3 separate regions of the Mus musculus genome follow, and regions 1 and 3 are each linked to region 2. The links are chromatin contacts, called in public HiChIP or PLAC-seq maps. All regions are on one chromosome and are shown on one strand. The core of a region is the stretch at or near the end of the contact, and the rest is flanking DNA. Distances in the headings are between cores, read along the strand shown. Region 1 overlaps Hecw2 (HECT, C2 and WW domain containing E3 ubiquitin protein ligase 2). Region 2 overlaps Gm32311 (a long non-coding RNA gene). Region 3 overlaps Hecw2 (HECT, C2 and WW domain containing E3 ubiquitin protein ligase 2).

Region 1 (4,283 bases), core at 405-2,904, 120 kb after region 2:
TGTGATGAGGGGCTAGAATTTGTAGGATAAAATAAACCATTTCCTTCCAAAAGTACTTTTGATCGTGACATTTATCATGACAACAGAAATGAAGCTAGAACACCAATTGTCAAAGACGTCACGGAAGTCATTTTGTCAAATTTCCTCACTTTTTACAGCAAAGACTGAGGCAAAGTAGTGAGCTGAATCAGGGGAGTGTTGTGATGTGGTACCAGGTCTCAGACCCTAATCAGGTATCCTAATTTCAAGTTTAAGGTTATTTCATGAGCCATACCCTTTAGTAAATGCTAGCTGTTTATCAAGATTAAAACGATATTGCTTATAGAATGGGGCTTGGTAAACTACATCAGTAGGGCAAATCTGCCAAAGCCCTGGTTTTGTAAGTAAGACTATACTGAAATGCACTGTTCTGGCTTGTGTATAGCCTGTTGCTAATAGCTGATAAAATGCTGAGGTGCGTACGTGCCATAGAGAACGTACGATGGGCAAAGTCTAAAATTGTTTACTATCTGTCTCTTTATAGCAATGTGTTGCCAACGGCTGCTGCTACAGAAACAAGGAGGAGGGAAACAGATTATTAAAATATCTAGCTTACTATAAATCTTTAGTGAGATTCCTCCAGGGAGACATAAACACTCTCTGACTTAATATGATTGCCCCTCTGCTGGGCTCTCCACATTGCAGATATCCTGAGTATATCAGGATCACAGAGAGCTGAAACATCAGGAAAAAGATAGAATGATCCTGTTTTCTTTGAGATGACTGGTATAAGCAAAGTTGGCTCTACTGTGGATTTTCCATTAAAAATTAGACAGTGGTCCCTAAGATTTAACTCTAAGTATTTCAATAATACTGCACTTATCAGAGTACATTCTGATGACTTGTGTGTGTCGGCCTCCTTATACATAAATTTAGACTTTGCCCTCACTGAAAATTAGTGACCCTTGTGCTGGACAGTTTTATGTCAACTTGATGCAAGCTAAAGTTATGTGAGAGGAGGAACCTCAATTAAGAAAAGAACTCCAGAAGATTAGGCTACAGGCGGGCCTGTAAGGCATTTTCTTAATTAGCGATTGATGGGGGAGGGCCTAGCCCATTGTAGGTGGGGCCATCCCTGGGCTGGTGATCCCGGGTTCTATAAGAAAGCAGGCAGAGCAAGCCTTGGAGAGCAAGGCAGTAAGCAGCACCCTCCAGGGCCTCTGCATCAACCCCTGCCTCCAGAATTCGGCCCTACTTGAGTTCTTATTCTGACTTCCTGTGGTGATGATGAACTGTGATGTGGAAGTGTAAGCAAAAATAAACCTTTTCCTCCTCAACTTGCTTTTTGATCGTGGTGTTTCATCACCACAATAGAAACCTAATTAAGACACTTCTTTTTGCATTATAAGTTCCCAGAATGATACTCAGTAGAGGCTCTATAAACATTGCTGAGTTGTGACTAGAGCTCCCTGATGCTCACTTGAAGAAAATCAGCATAACTTACATTGTTATTTGGCATCTGGCAGTGTGAACAAATGTAAGCCAGTTTACCCTGAGATGGTGGTACATTAATGCAGTGCCACGAGCAAAAGGTGCCAATCCCTAAGATATGACTCAATCTGAAACCACTGTCAAACAAGTGAGTTGGCTTAGAAAGTTCACTATGTAATATCTTCTAACATGGTGAAGTTTGTTAAGACAACAATGACCTTTCTGACTAGTTCCTCTTGTGGTTAAAGACAAGAGTATATTCTCTGAGGAGTTGAGCTGAAAAGCAAAACTCACCTCAGGAGAAAAGAAAACAAATAGCTCTTTTAGAAACAAAAGTACGTTGAACGTTGAACTATTAAACTTTTTAATCTTTCTCTCCTCCCCACCCCTGCCTCCCCAACCCCTCCTCCCCCTCCCTCCCTCCTCCTCCTCCTCCTCCTCCTCCTTCTTTTTCAACTCTTGATGCATGGATAGAATCACTCCAAAGCTAAGATAGTCTTTCTACTTTACTTTGTTTGTAACTCCAAATGTAGAACTGCATATTTAGGGGTATGTTGTGGGATGCAATTTCTATCTATGTTTAGAAATTCAGTGAACATGTTCCAGCAGGGCCTGCAGTCACGAAGCTCCTATAACGCCTTAGCAACCTCGTCCATATAAATAGTTAATGTGACTCATATCACAGAGATCGTTTGTTACATTCCTGTTTTGCCGGTTAGGTTGGTTACATGGTTAAAGACTTGGCAAGGAAACACAGAAACTCTGGACAACGGGTGTGTAGCCACAAAGCAGCTGCATTTGAGGGCATTTCTGAGTAAGCACAGATGTCAGTAGAGTGGCCATAGTGTCTCAAGCCCTACCCGCTGACAAAGCATTGTACCCACCATGGTGCTGCTGGCCTGGCACATCACGAGTTAGCAGCACCTGACATGGGTTAAAATAGTTAACTTTATTCTTCCATTCTTAGTATAACAAAAATTAACTGAAAACAAAATACTCCAATAGGAGCAGTCTGTAAAATGAGAGCAGACAATGGCCTCAGGAAGTCACACTACCTCTTACCCCAGGCTTGTCCAGGCACACGAGGCCTAGGCACCTTCTGATTCAACCACAGTTGAATTTGAATCAGAGCAGTGAGGCTAAGCTTCTGAGGCCTGGGAGTTAAGTGTGGAAATAGGACCAGACAAAGTTGCTCTTGGTGGTACCAAGCTAAAGCCTGGCTACAGCGCATCTTTCTTTGACAGGTAAAGATGATTCAGATGATGCAGCTGCTTCCTTGAAGAGGGCAAGCAGCAGCCCAAGTTCAACTGAAGTTCCACAGCTTTCCAGCTCACTCCCCAATCTGGTTATGTGTGAGCCATGCTGGGTAATTGATTAGCTGTGGAAAAGTAAACTATCTTAGATCATTTTCTTTCCTAGCTATTTTTATCTCCCTATCCTGGGGGAATACAGAAAGAGCTCAAAAGAAAGATGCTACAAACTAAAACTATTTGCATATGCTCCTCCCTAGTCTAAGTGTGGCTTGCAAGACTGATGACTGATGTCATCTTGACAGCTCTTTGCACATAATGAATTCATTCTTTCTTAAATAAAGGTGCCCTTCACAGAAGTGCCATGAAAACAAAAAGACGTGGACTAATCACTGAGCAAACATCCTCTCTTTGTCTACGACATTATTTCTTCACTATTAGGCCTGGATACCTTATCAAAACCTGAGTTCTAGTACCATGTGAACTTTGGTTGCTAGGATTATTAATTAACAGAAAGGATACACTGAAGACTCATATATAGCATTTCAGTCACTGTATACTATTAACCATATAGAAGCAACTCCTAGGCAGACTGAGGGTCATCAGAAATAGGCAACAAACCATTTCTCCTCACCTTTGAGCAAGGTTACTTTTTTGGTGATGTTACCACTGCTATACTCCCCTACCCTAACTTTCTAGGGCAAGATAACCATGGTAAGCTTGGTGGAAATTCTAGTGCCTAGAATACAACTCCCAGCTCTAGCCCAACTCAACTACTAATGACAAGACAGTGCTTAGACATTATCTACTTTTTGTAAAAAGCCAAGGCTAACACAAAATCATTTTAATAAAGAAATAAGTTGCTCTAATGTCTCTACATTAATAGGCGCAAGAATAATTTTTTGTTTTTTATGTTTTTATGGCTGAAGACAGGCATTTCTATTAGAAATACCTTAATTCTACCTCAAATAGCATCTGCAGTATTCTACAGATTCCTTTACTTCTAGAACAATCTATATATTTTGTTTCAGTTATATGTGCAGAAGTGGCATAAACCAAAGTTATTGTTTCTGTGAAGCTGCTAATCCACACCTTTTTTGGAAGACAAGTAAAGGCACTGTTATTAAAACTAGGTCCACTCTTCTTTATGCTTTGGTTTAACAAGATTGAGTGTGTCAGATTGGAAATGAAATCATTGAGATAGTATCAGTAATACCTCTAAAGTATTAATTAACCCCTCATCAGTAGTATAAAGTTGACACAAAATAATGATACTCTTTGTATGGCAGTAAATCAAGTCTATATATGTACTCCACTGACTGTAAGTGATGGAAGAGGCACACACAACTGACAGAAATCCAGAGAAGTCACTCATCTAACAACAAGGCAACAAGGAAACTCAAAAGGAACAGGCTAAATCTCTCCAAATCCTGACCAAATGTTTCCACTTGCTAAACCCATTATTTTAGAATTTTTTTGACTTATAAAAAAAATACAGGTCTTGCATAGCCTATATACATTATCTCATATCTGTACAGTACATTCCTTATCAATATAAATGAT
Region 2 (4,357 bases), core at 1,449-3,948:
CCACCACCGCCCGGCTTCCTCTGTCTCTTGTAGATAAGCATCAATATACATTTGTGAGAATTATAGACTACAAAGAGTGAATCTTAATATCAATTAAGGACCTCACCTAAGTATTATTAACCTATGACTTTGCTCACTACAGTTAGAAATGTTACTATATGAACACTGGTATCATTAAAGGAGAATAAGCCAGTCTATGGAAACTTGGTTATTTTTCCATTGTAATTATTCTATAAACCTGAAGTTAGCAAGAGCAAATAATACTTAAGAACTTTTTAAATTAAAAATAACAGCCGGGCGGTGGTGGCACACGCCTTTAATCCCAGCACTTGGGAGGCAGAGGCAGGCGGATTTGTGAGTTCAAGGACAGCCTGGTCTACAGAGTAAGTTCCAGGACAGCCAGGGCTATACAGAGACACCCTGTCTCGAAAAGCCAAAAACCAAAACAAAACAAAACAAACAAACAAAAAAAAAAAAAAAACAGCATTCAGGAGTTTGGGATGATATGTGTCCATGCACTGTCACAAATATGATACTCCATGGGGAGATGTTTATGTGCAGGAGGTTATGTGCATGAGGGTGAAACGCAACGGAAGACACCCATGAGAAGTCTCCCTTCTGCTCAGTTTTTCTGTGAACTTAAAACTGCTCCAAAGAGTAATGCCATGAAAATGTCAAACCAACTTAAAAACTTTTACACTGTCACATGCACAAAGAGGAAAATAAAAGGGCCACTGCACTATCACTGACCAAATTTTTTGGTGTCCAAGCCTGCTGCCCCTCTGCTCAACTGTGTGTCAGTGGATATCATGCTCACTGATAGAACGTGGCTAGTTTGTATGTAATGTAAATATATTTGCATCCCTGATCTTTCTTTCTCGAATGTTTAGAGTGAGTTCTATAGAATGATTTCTGACTTCTCCTGAGTCAGTATCACTGCACCAATTTTTTAAAATTGTGCTGGCATTTCTTTCTGGAACGCATTAGATCATTAGCAAAGAGTGGTTTTAAATACATAGCAGAGATTAATGGTAGGCATAATTTTTTATACCTGGTGTATCCCGAGCTTTTGTTCCCACCAGAAAGAACACGCTCAGGACAATCGGAATCTTCTGCGGCAAAAGCTTTATTGCTTACTTCTTCAGGAGCAAGAGAGAAAATGGCAAAACCCCGTCCCTTTTAAGGAGAATTATCCTCTGCCTAGGACGTGTAGCTCCCTGATTGGCTGCAGCCCATCGGCCGAGTTGTCGTCACAGGGAAGGCAGAGCACATGAAGTGGAGAACTACCCTGGCACATGCGCAGATTATTTGTTTACTACTTAGAACACAGGATGTCAGCGCCATCTTGTAATGGCGAATGTGAGGGCGGCTCCCCACACTGGTGCACCATTGCCATGCTGCATGGGTATCTCTTGGCTTACTTGTGTTCACTTGTCCCAAGTGTTTGGTAATGAAGGCAGGTTAGAAGTTAACACCATGCAAGCTGGGTCTAGTGTCTCAGGAATTTCATCCCAGCTACTTGTGAGGCTGAGCCAGGAGGATTGCAAGTGTAAGGCCTGCCTGGGCACAGAATGAGTTCAAAGTCAGCCTGGGCAACTTGGTAAGACACTGTCTCAAAATTAAAAAATTAAAAATTGCTTGGGATTAGATCACTGGTAGAGAATTGCTTATAAGAACCCCTGGATTCAATCCTTACTGCCAGAAAAAGAAGAAGAAAGATGAGGAAGGTGAAGAGGAGAAAGAAGGGGAGGAAGAAAGAAGTTACACCTTGAAAAGTACATTGTCATAGAATTGGTACCTGTGGATTAAATTAGGTCAAGTGAGGGGCCAAACTATCCAGTGATTCTGACCTGCATTATTATTGGAAGTCCTACATCATTCTTAACACCTTTCACCTATGTGTGCAGTGCTTTTCCTACGAATTCTTTTTGGTTTTCTCCTTTTGGTTGATTTGTACTAATTTTATTATGTCAGGGTCTGATATGAGTTTGTGTAATATCATCTGACTTTATAGTGATCATTTCTTCTTGGGTGATATACATCCTCCAATCTGAAAGCTATTGGGAATGGGATTGCATCTAAAATCTCTTTCTCTGTATCTTTGTTGGTGGTGTATAGAAATCTATCGATTAGTGGACATTGATTCTGCATCCTGCCATATTACTGAATTTATTGTTTCTAGAATTCTGACAAATTTGGGGGATCCTTAATGAGCAATATCATGTCATCCACCAATAAGGATTTTTTTAAACTTATTTTCTTATCTGTATCCCTTTAAATTTCCTTCTCTTGTCTTACTATGCCAGCTTGTGCTTCCAGCACAATGTTGAGAAGGAGTGGGGATAGCAGACAGTCCTGACTCATTCCTGGCTTCAGTGAGATTGCTCCAAGATTTTTATTCCCAATTTGGGATGTTGTTGGCTGTGGATTTCTTATATAGAGATTTTATTAGGTTGCGGTATGTTCTCTTTAGCCCTACATTCTGTAGGACTTTTATCATGAAGGTAGATTGGAATTTGCCAAAGGGTTTTTGTTTTTTTCTTCATCTATTAAGATTGTCACATGATCTTTGAAAGCCTTTGACCGGTATTTCCTTGAATCTTTATCTGATCCAACGTGTTCCTACTATTTACGGTAGTTTGACTGCTTGTGTCTCACAGGTCACCAAGATTCTATTTGCTTTTCTTTTTCTTGTGAGTCATGGTCTCACTGGCTTAAAATTGCAACCCTCCCACCTCAAGCTCTTACACTGCTGGCAGTTCAAGTGTGTATCACCGTGCCTGGCTGCCACTTTCTTGTGTGTGTTGGAGGAGGGGTGCTTTCTAGTTTTTGTTGTTGTTTTATTTTTGTGCTCAAGTTTTATTAGTTTCTGTGACCCATCTTTAAGATTTCTCTTCTTTAACTTTAAGCTTACCTTGTAAGTTTCATTTTCTGGGTTATATTTTCCAGTTAAAAAACTATTTTATTCTTCCCAAAACAATCCATTTCTCTGTTACACATTTCTTTCACTAGGATGACCCTTGTTGCAATCTTTATAATAAAACTATGATTATAACTCTACAGCCTTCCCAGAGGTTGAGTCATCTTTGCAAATCATTGTTTTACAGTTGCAGGGAGACCATGGGAGTCCCCAGATTTATAGGCAGTTAGTCAGAACACACATGACTGTCAGACCTTACAACCAGTGTCTGAAGTGAGGATAATTTTGTGAGACTGATCAGTTTACAAACTCTTTGCTATGCATCCTTAGTGTCAGGGTTGTTGGAAAAAAAAAACATAAATTAACATATTAACAGGGAAACATTTATAGTTGTCTCAAAAGTTCACATTGGTGGCAGATGTTTTAGGGTAGAGCTGGCTGACAGCTTGCCCAAACACTGTGTAAGTGCACATGGTATGGGTAACAGGTGAACTAAGACTCAGTAGGTCTCGTGAAAACCAGGAGCCCCAGGCTAAGCTGTTTCTCTAACGTTAGGAAGACATCCATTTTTCATATTGTATGTCATATAGACCATTAAAATGTTGGGTGATTTTTGTTGAGATAAGCTTTACTCAAAGTACTATGTCATCTTCACTTATAGTCTTCATTAAGGAGATCCTATATATTTAAAAAATGTATGTCTGTCTTAGATAAGGGTTTTACTGCTATGAACAGACACCATGACCAAGGCAACTCTTCTTTTTTTAAATTACATATTTTCTTTATTTACATTTCAAATGTTATCCCCTTTCCTAGTTTCCCCTCCGAAAATCTCCTATCCTCTTCCCCCTCCCCCTGCTCCCCAACCTACCCATTCCCGCTTCCTGGTCCAGGAATTATCCTATATGGGGCATAGAACCTTCACAGGACCAAGGGCCTCTTCTCCTATTGATGACCAACTAGGCCATTCTCAGCTGCATATGCAACTAGAGCCATGAGTCTCTCCGTGTGTTTTCTTTGCTTGGTGGTTTAGTCCCAGGGAGCTCTAGGGTTACTGGTTAGTTCATATTGTTCCTCCTCCTATGGGTCTGCAAACCCCTTCAGCTCCTTGGGTACTTTCACTAGCTTCTTCATTGGGGACCCTGTGCTCCATCTAATAGATGACTATGAGCATCCACTTCTGTATTAGTCAGGCAATGGCAGAGCCTCTCAGGAGACAGCTATATTAGTCTCCTGTCAGCAAGCTCTTGCTGGCATCTGCAATAGTGTCTGGTTTTGGTGGTTGTTTATGGGATGGATCCCCCAGATGGGCAGTTTCTGGATGGTCATGCCTTCAGTCTCTACTCCAAACTTTGTCTCTGGTAACTCCTTCTATGGGTATTTTTCCCCCATTCTAAAAAGGATCAAAGTGTCCACACTTTGGTCTTTCTTCTTCTT
Region 3 (4,475 bases), core at 1,815-4,314, 100 kb after region 2:
TAGGAAGTTTAGAACATAAACACTTGCTGACACTAGGTCACAAATATCTACCTATATAACCTATGGCGGCACACAACTCCCGATCACCAGTCAATAAATACAAACTAAAGGGAACGAAACCTAGGCTAGTTCCTCCAACTACTTGTTTGCATAGTATTTGGTGTGCAAAATCCTGGCTGTTTGTTCATGCCACTTTTCTCCGTACGTTTTAGGGCCACTCGCACAGAGATCTCTGTGTGTGTCACAGAAGCACTCGTTTGAAGTCAGAGTTGGGAATTCCATGTTTCTAAGTCTTCTCATGAGGTCACCTTAGCGGAGATGCCTGATCTATGAGTACAGTGGAGAGTGCAACAGCCGCAGGAATTCCTGTCCTGCAGGTAACTAGCAGAAGAAATGCCCCAAACGATGCATTCCAAGCAAGTTCCTTCTTCACCTACATCTACTGACCGCTGTGTTAGCCTTCACTTAATTTGTGCATTAGTGTGTGTTGCCTCATTTAGACTTTAAAACTTCGTAGTGTGGATGCTAGTATCGGTCCTCAATTTTGTTTTGTGTTTTGTTTTGTTTTGTTTTGTGTTTGTTTGTTTGTTTGTTTGTTTTTTCGAGACAGGGTTTCTCTATATAGCCCTGGCTGTCCTGGAACTCACTCTGTAGACCAGGCTGGCCTCGAACTCAGAAATCCACCTGCCTCTGCCTCCCAAGTGCTGGGATTAAAGGTGTGCACCACCACCGCCTGGCAGTCCTGAGCTTTTGAGATGAACATAGAAAGTCAAATTTAAAAACATTCTACAAACAGTATGCCTTGGGTGTCAAGTGTTCAGCTCACTGGTAAGGTCAAATGCGAACTAAACTTCATGGGTGAATTAGGTAAGTCCTCTAACAGAAATAAGGCATCCAGAACGATGAACAGAAATCCTGAGTGATGAAGTCGGGTGGACTCTTCTGAGGGGGTTACATCTCAGCTGAATTCTCAGGGATGTGGACCAGCAGAAAGTAGACTTGGGCAGCAGGTCCCACAGTCTTCAACTAGAACTGGATCTTTATGTTTGAAGAACAGCCAAGAGGTAGTGGCTAAGGCAGGTGTGGGCTGAGAGGTCTGAGTTAGGGTCCTGACCAGGTCTCCCACCTTCCAGTGCTTCAGAAGGAGCCTGAATTTTATTTCAGCAACTGAAGGCTGCAAGTAGGGGAGAGAGATGATCTTAACAAGTGGGATGAATAATATGAGGGTGGATGAAGCAGAGTAGGAGGAGTCTGGCTGGCTGCCTGCTGCAGTGATCCAGGTGAGAGGTGAGTGTGTCATGGAGTAGGCTGGTGATAAGAGATGAACCTAGTTTGTGCTCTTGAAGCCAAAGGAAAGGAACAGCTTAATCTTTAGCAATTGTGTTGCTTGTTGCCCACCAATAATAAACTTACAGATTGATTTATGAAACAGCTTTCAAGGTCTGTTAGTAAATTTGACTTGGATTATGTCATCTCCTACTGCAGGTAGCAAGATAATCTCTTCATTAAAATTTTGCAAATTCTTTCAATGTTTTCTTTTTACCAGAGTCTATTTTTAGAGCCCCCTCCACCCCTCCCCCCCAATTTAAAGATAGGGAACTTTGAAGCTGGTCTTGAACATTCAACCTCTTTGTCTCTGCTTTCTGGAATTACAGGTAGGATAGGCACCACCTGGCCTGGATTCACAATCTACTTTTATAATAAATTACCTACCTACAAAGCAAAGACCAACCCAAAAGTGCTATCACGTTTACATATGCTAATAAGCTCATAAATTGATTCAATGGAAGAATAAGGTAAAAATCTTTAAGTATTTCGGTTATAGGGAACTGAGTGGGTGGGCAGGGGGTGTTGAAGAGAGAGATTGTTTTAGAGGTTAAACTATGAGAACCTATCAGAAGCCCTCTCACATTAACAGCCTCACTGGACACCAGCAGCAGGACAGATCCACAAAAGGGACACCAATGGGTGTCCAGAACTCATCCTTATCCTTTTTTTTTTTTTTTCTTAAATTGTGCAAAGAGCCATTTTATTTCAGGACTCCTCTGTGCTTTTCTATTGACTAGCTGAAAGAGGGCCTGGATGGTAAACGCTCTTTTATTGGAGGAGGAAAAAACTGCATTATTGATGATACTGCAGAGCAATAAAAGACATGGAAAGAGGTTCATAATTAATGGTGTGAAACACACACACACAAAAATCAGCTTGCAGACAGGTTATGCAGCACAGTTTTTGTTTTCAAATCTGTACACGTGTGTGTCCACATGCGAGCAACTTAAGGACGAGTAGAAGCAGACACTCCAGACTGTTGGACATTTGACTGGAGATATATATATATACTTTATACACATTTAATGTATTTACATTTTAAATATTTTCCTTGGCATGTTTGCAAAAAGTTTTCCTTTTATACCACAAATAAAAAGTATAATTTTCCAGTGAGAAAAAGATTCTCATTAAAGAGAGAGAGAGAAAAAAAAAACAAAACCAAACCTACTATATGTTTCTAGGTCTATTCCATTGGGTGTGGCAGTGTGTGCGCCTCAGACACCAGCACCCTTGAGAGTAAGGCTAAGCCAGGGAATTACAAATTCTAGGTCAACCTGGGCTCCAAAAATCACAAACCAGCAGTGCCGTTCTGTTGTATAAAATCCTTTCCTGGAGACTTCTGTTCCAGAGTGAGTTTACTCCCCTAACTTTACTTTACTCTCCTAACTTCTGGGTTGACATTTCAGTCTTCTCAAATTCATGACACAACTAACTTCCTATATGAACATCTTCTCTTTGGTCAAAGAGAAGCGGCTTCCCCAAGCCTTCCCCAAGCGGCTGCAGTCCCTGCTGCTCTCTAACTCTCTCTCTCCCTCCATTTTCAATCAGCCGGCAGAAACCTCAGATGAACTCAGGAGAGAGCACTGCTCTGCACTTTGCAGACTGGCATGTGAACTGACTGCTTAAGAGGAAATGCCATAAAGTGAGTTTACTCTTTACTCATAAAACCCCCAGAGCTCCAGGGGGTAGGAAGTCTTCTACAGAAATGCAAATGCAGAGCGAAACCAGCAGCCACCAAGCAGAGGAAGTGCAGTAATCCGTTCAGGCTGCTAGTCTCCATGGAAACGCCATTGAGTAAGTCTCAAGTCTCTATCAGCTAAATCACTGGTTACTTTATTACTACAGAAGAAGGGGGGAAAGTCGTGGATACAACTTGTTCCGGCTTCAGAGACTACCATATATACTTTAATAAACACATTTCTTGAGGAACATTTGATCAGAGCTACCCAGGGCTACCACGGAATGAGCATAAGGAATCAAAGAGCACAAGTCACACTAGCTTGCTTGGAAGGTTGAAAGACTGAATTATCTGTCCAAGAGCCTCTCTGTCATCACTCTGGCTTGCAGTGACAGCTGTCACCCTTCACACCCTTCCAACTCTGCGGGTTAGAGCTTCTCATGGGAAGATGATAATATACTTGTGAGAAGGAAGTTTCAAAAAAGTATATTTATTTTTAGTAAGGAGGACATTGGTTCTATCTAGTATATTTGTACAGTATCACAACTTAAATGATAGACACAGAATCACTAAGAGGGAAAAGAATATACTGGAGCTGACTGGCTTGAGGCCTACCAGCCGCCTAGCTCTGTGAAGCCAGGAAACAGCAAGGGGGCGGATGGCTTTAGTGTGTATGTTTTGGTCTTTGGAGTATTAGACTCAGTAATATAAAGCAATGTCACCGATTTCTTTATACTCAAGTGATACTTTAAATCTCATAAAAGGTTATCAGTGAAAAAGTTGCTTCTGATAAAACTTATACTGCTATGTCCTGAAGTGATTTCTCTTATGTTTTTGTCTAAATGAGGTATGTGAGAGAGAGAGAGAGAGAGAGAGAGAGAGAGAGAGAGAGAGAGACAGAAAGCATTCATCTGAGTAGTACGGAAGCTACACAGGTTAAAGATTAAAGGCTTAAACGGAAACAAGAAAGCATACACTCCCTAAAGACTTTCTAATACATTATCTCATTCAGGTGTTAGAAATACTCTCTGAGCCCGGGCATTGTTACTTCTGTTCTATGGAGAGGGATAACACCTTTCTTTGTGCTGCATTATGATAAGGGTAGGAACAGGCGCCCATACAGCAAGAGAGGAAGAATGACAATAGCTCTTACCCAACTGTGCGTTTGCAATGATTCTGACAAACAGCTCCATCTACAATGAGTCAGCCTGAGAACTTTCTGGAACTACCAGGGGAAGTAGCGATGCCAGCATAGACAACCATCAAGACTCTTCAGCAATTCTATGGTGTTACCACTCACTCAACCCAAGCTAACATACCACCCCACCAACTGTCTATAGAAGAGGCAACTGAACCCTGAAATTCACCAAGTAGTGGTCCTGGAGATCCCAAAGTTTGATGGTGACAAAGTGGACCTGGAATCCAGGATTTCTACCTTCACAAGCCCTACCTCCCAGCGTTGTGTATT

Evidence for each region. HiChIP or PLAC-seq counts read pairs in DNA pulled down with a chosen protein or histone mark.
Region 1: a contact with region 2 is called in an HNF4G HiChIP or PLAC-seq map of pancreatic cancer cells. The contact joins two enhancer-like sites. A contact is called at or near these places in 2 of 15 datasets of contacts at CTCF or cohesin (the NIH/3T3 cell line and large pre-B cells), 9 of 484 Hi-C or Micro-C datasets (Th1 cells, adipose-derived mesenchymal stem cells, bone marrow-derived macrophages and 5 more), 7 of 115 datasets of contacts at active chromatin or transcription factors (CD8 T cells, the HPC-7 cell line, T-cell acute lymphoblastic leukemia and 4 more) and 3 of 9 other capture datasets (adipose tissue, liver and pancreatic islet).
Region 3: an HNF4G HiChIP or PLAC-seq map of pancreatic cancer cells shows a contact between it and region 2. The contact joins two enhancer-like sites. A contact is called at or near these places in 1 of 15 datasets of contacts at CTCF or cohesin (the NIH/3T3 cell line), 9 of 484 Hi-C or Micro-C datasets (CD4 T cells, CD8 T cells, the G1E-ER4 cell line and 5 more), 4 of 115 datasets of contacts at active chromatin or transcription factors (the HPC-7 cell line, bone marrow-derived macrophages, large pre-B cells and 1 more) and 4 of 9 other capture datasets (adipose tissue, bone marrow-derived macrophages, liver and 1 more).

The regions. Positions count from the first base shown.
Region 1 is chr1:53,843,862-53,848,144 of GRCm38.p6, forward strand. The region is part of intron 21 of Hecw2 (HECT, C2 and WW domain containing E3 ubiquitin protein ligase 2); the gene reads right to left. Among named protein-coding and RNA genes, the nearest start is that of Mir7681, 3.4 kb to the right of the region's middle. Within about 2 kb of position 1,655, at least 102 of the 459 cell types and tissues checked have an H3K27ac peak or open chromatin away from gene starts, as enhancers often do. A contact at or near this core is called in the NIH/3T3 cell line and pancreatic cancer cells, where this site is marked.
Region 2 is chr1:53,718,448-53,722,804 of GRCm38.p6, forward strand. The region is part of intron 4 of Gm32311 (a long non-coding RNA gene); the gene reads left to right. Among named protein-coding and RNA genes, the nearest start is that of Dnah7a, 14 kb to the left of the region's middle. Within about 2 kb of position 2,699, at least 45 of the 459 cell types and tissues checked have an H3K27ac peak or open chromatin away from gene starts, as enhancers often do. A contact at or near this core is called in the NIH/3T3 cell line, adipose-derived mesenchymal stem cells and pancreatic cancer cells, where this site is marked.
Region 3 is chr1:53,820,922-53,825,396 of GRCm38.p6, forward strand. The region is part of intron 28 of Hecw2 (HECT, C2 and WW domain containing E3 ubiquitin protein ligase 2); the gene reads right to left. Among named protein-coding and RNA genes, the nearest start is that of Mir7681, 26 kb to the right of the region's middle. Within about 2 kb of position 3,065, at least 275 of the 459 cell types and tissues checked have an H3K27ac peak or open chromatin away from gene starts, as enhancers often do. A contact at or near this core is called in adipose-derived mesenchymal stem cells and pancreatic cancer cells, where this site is marked.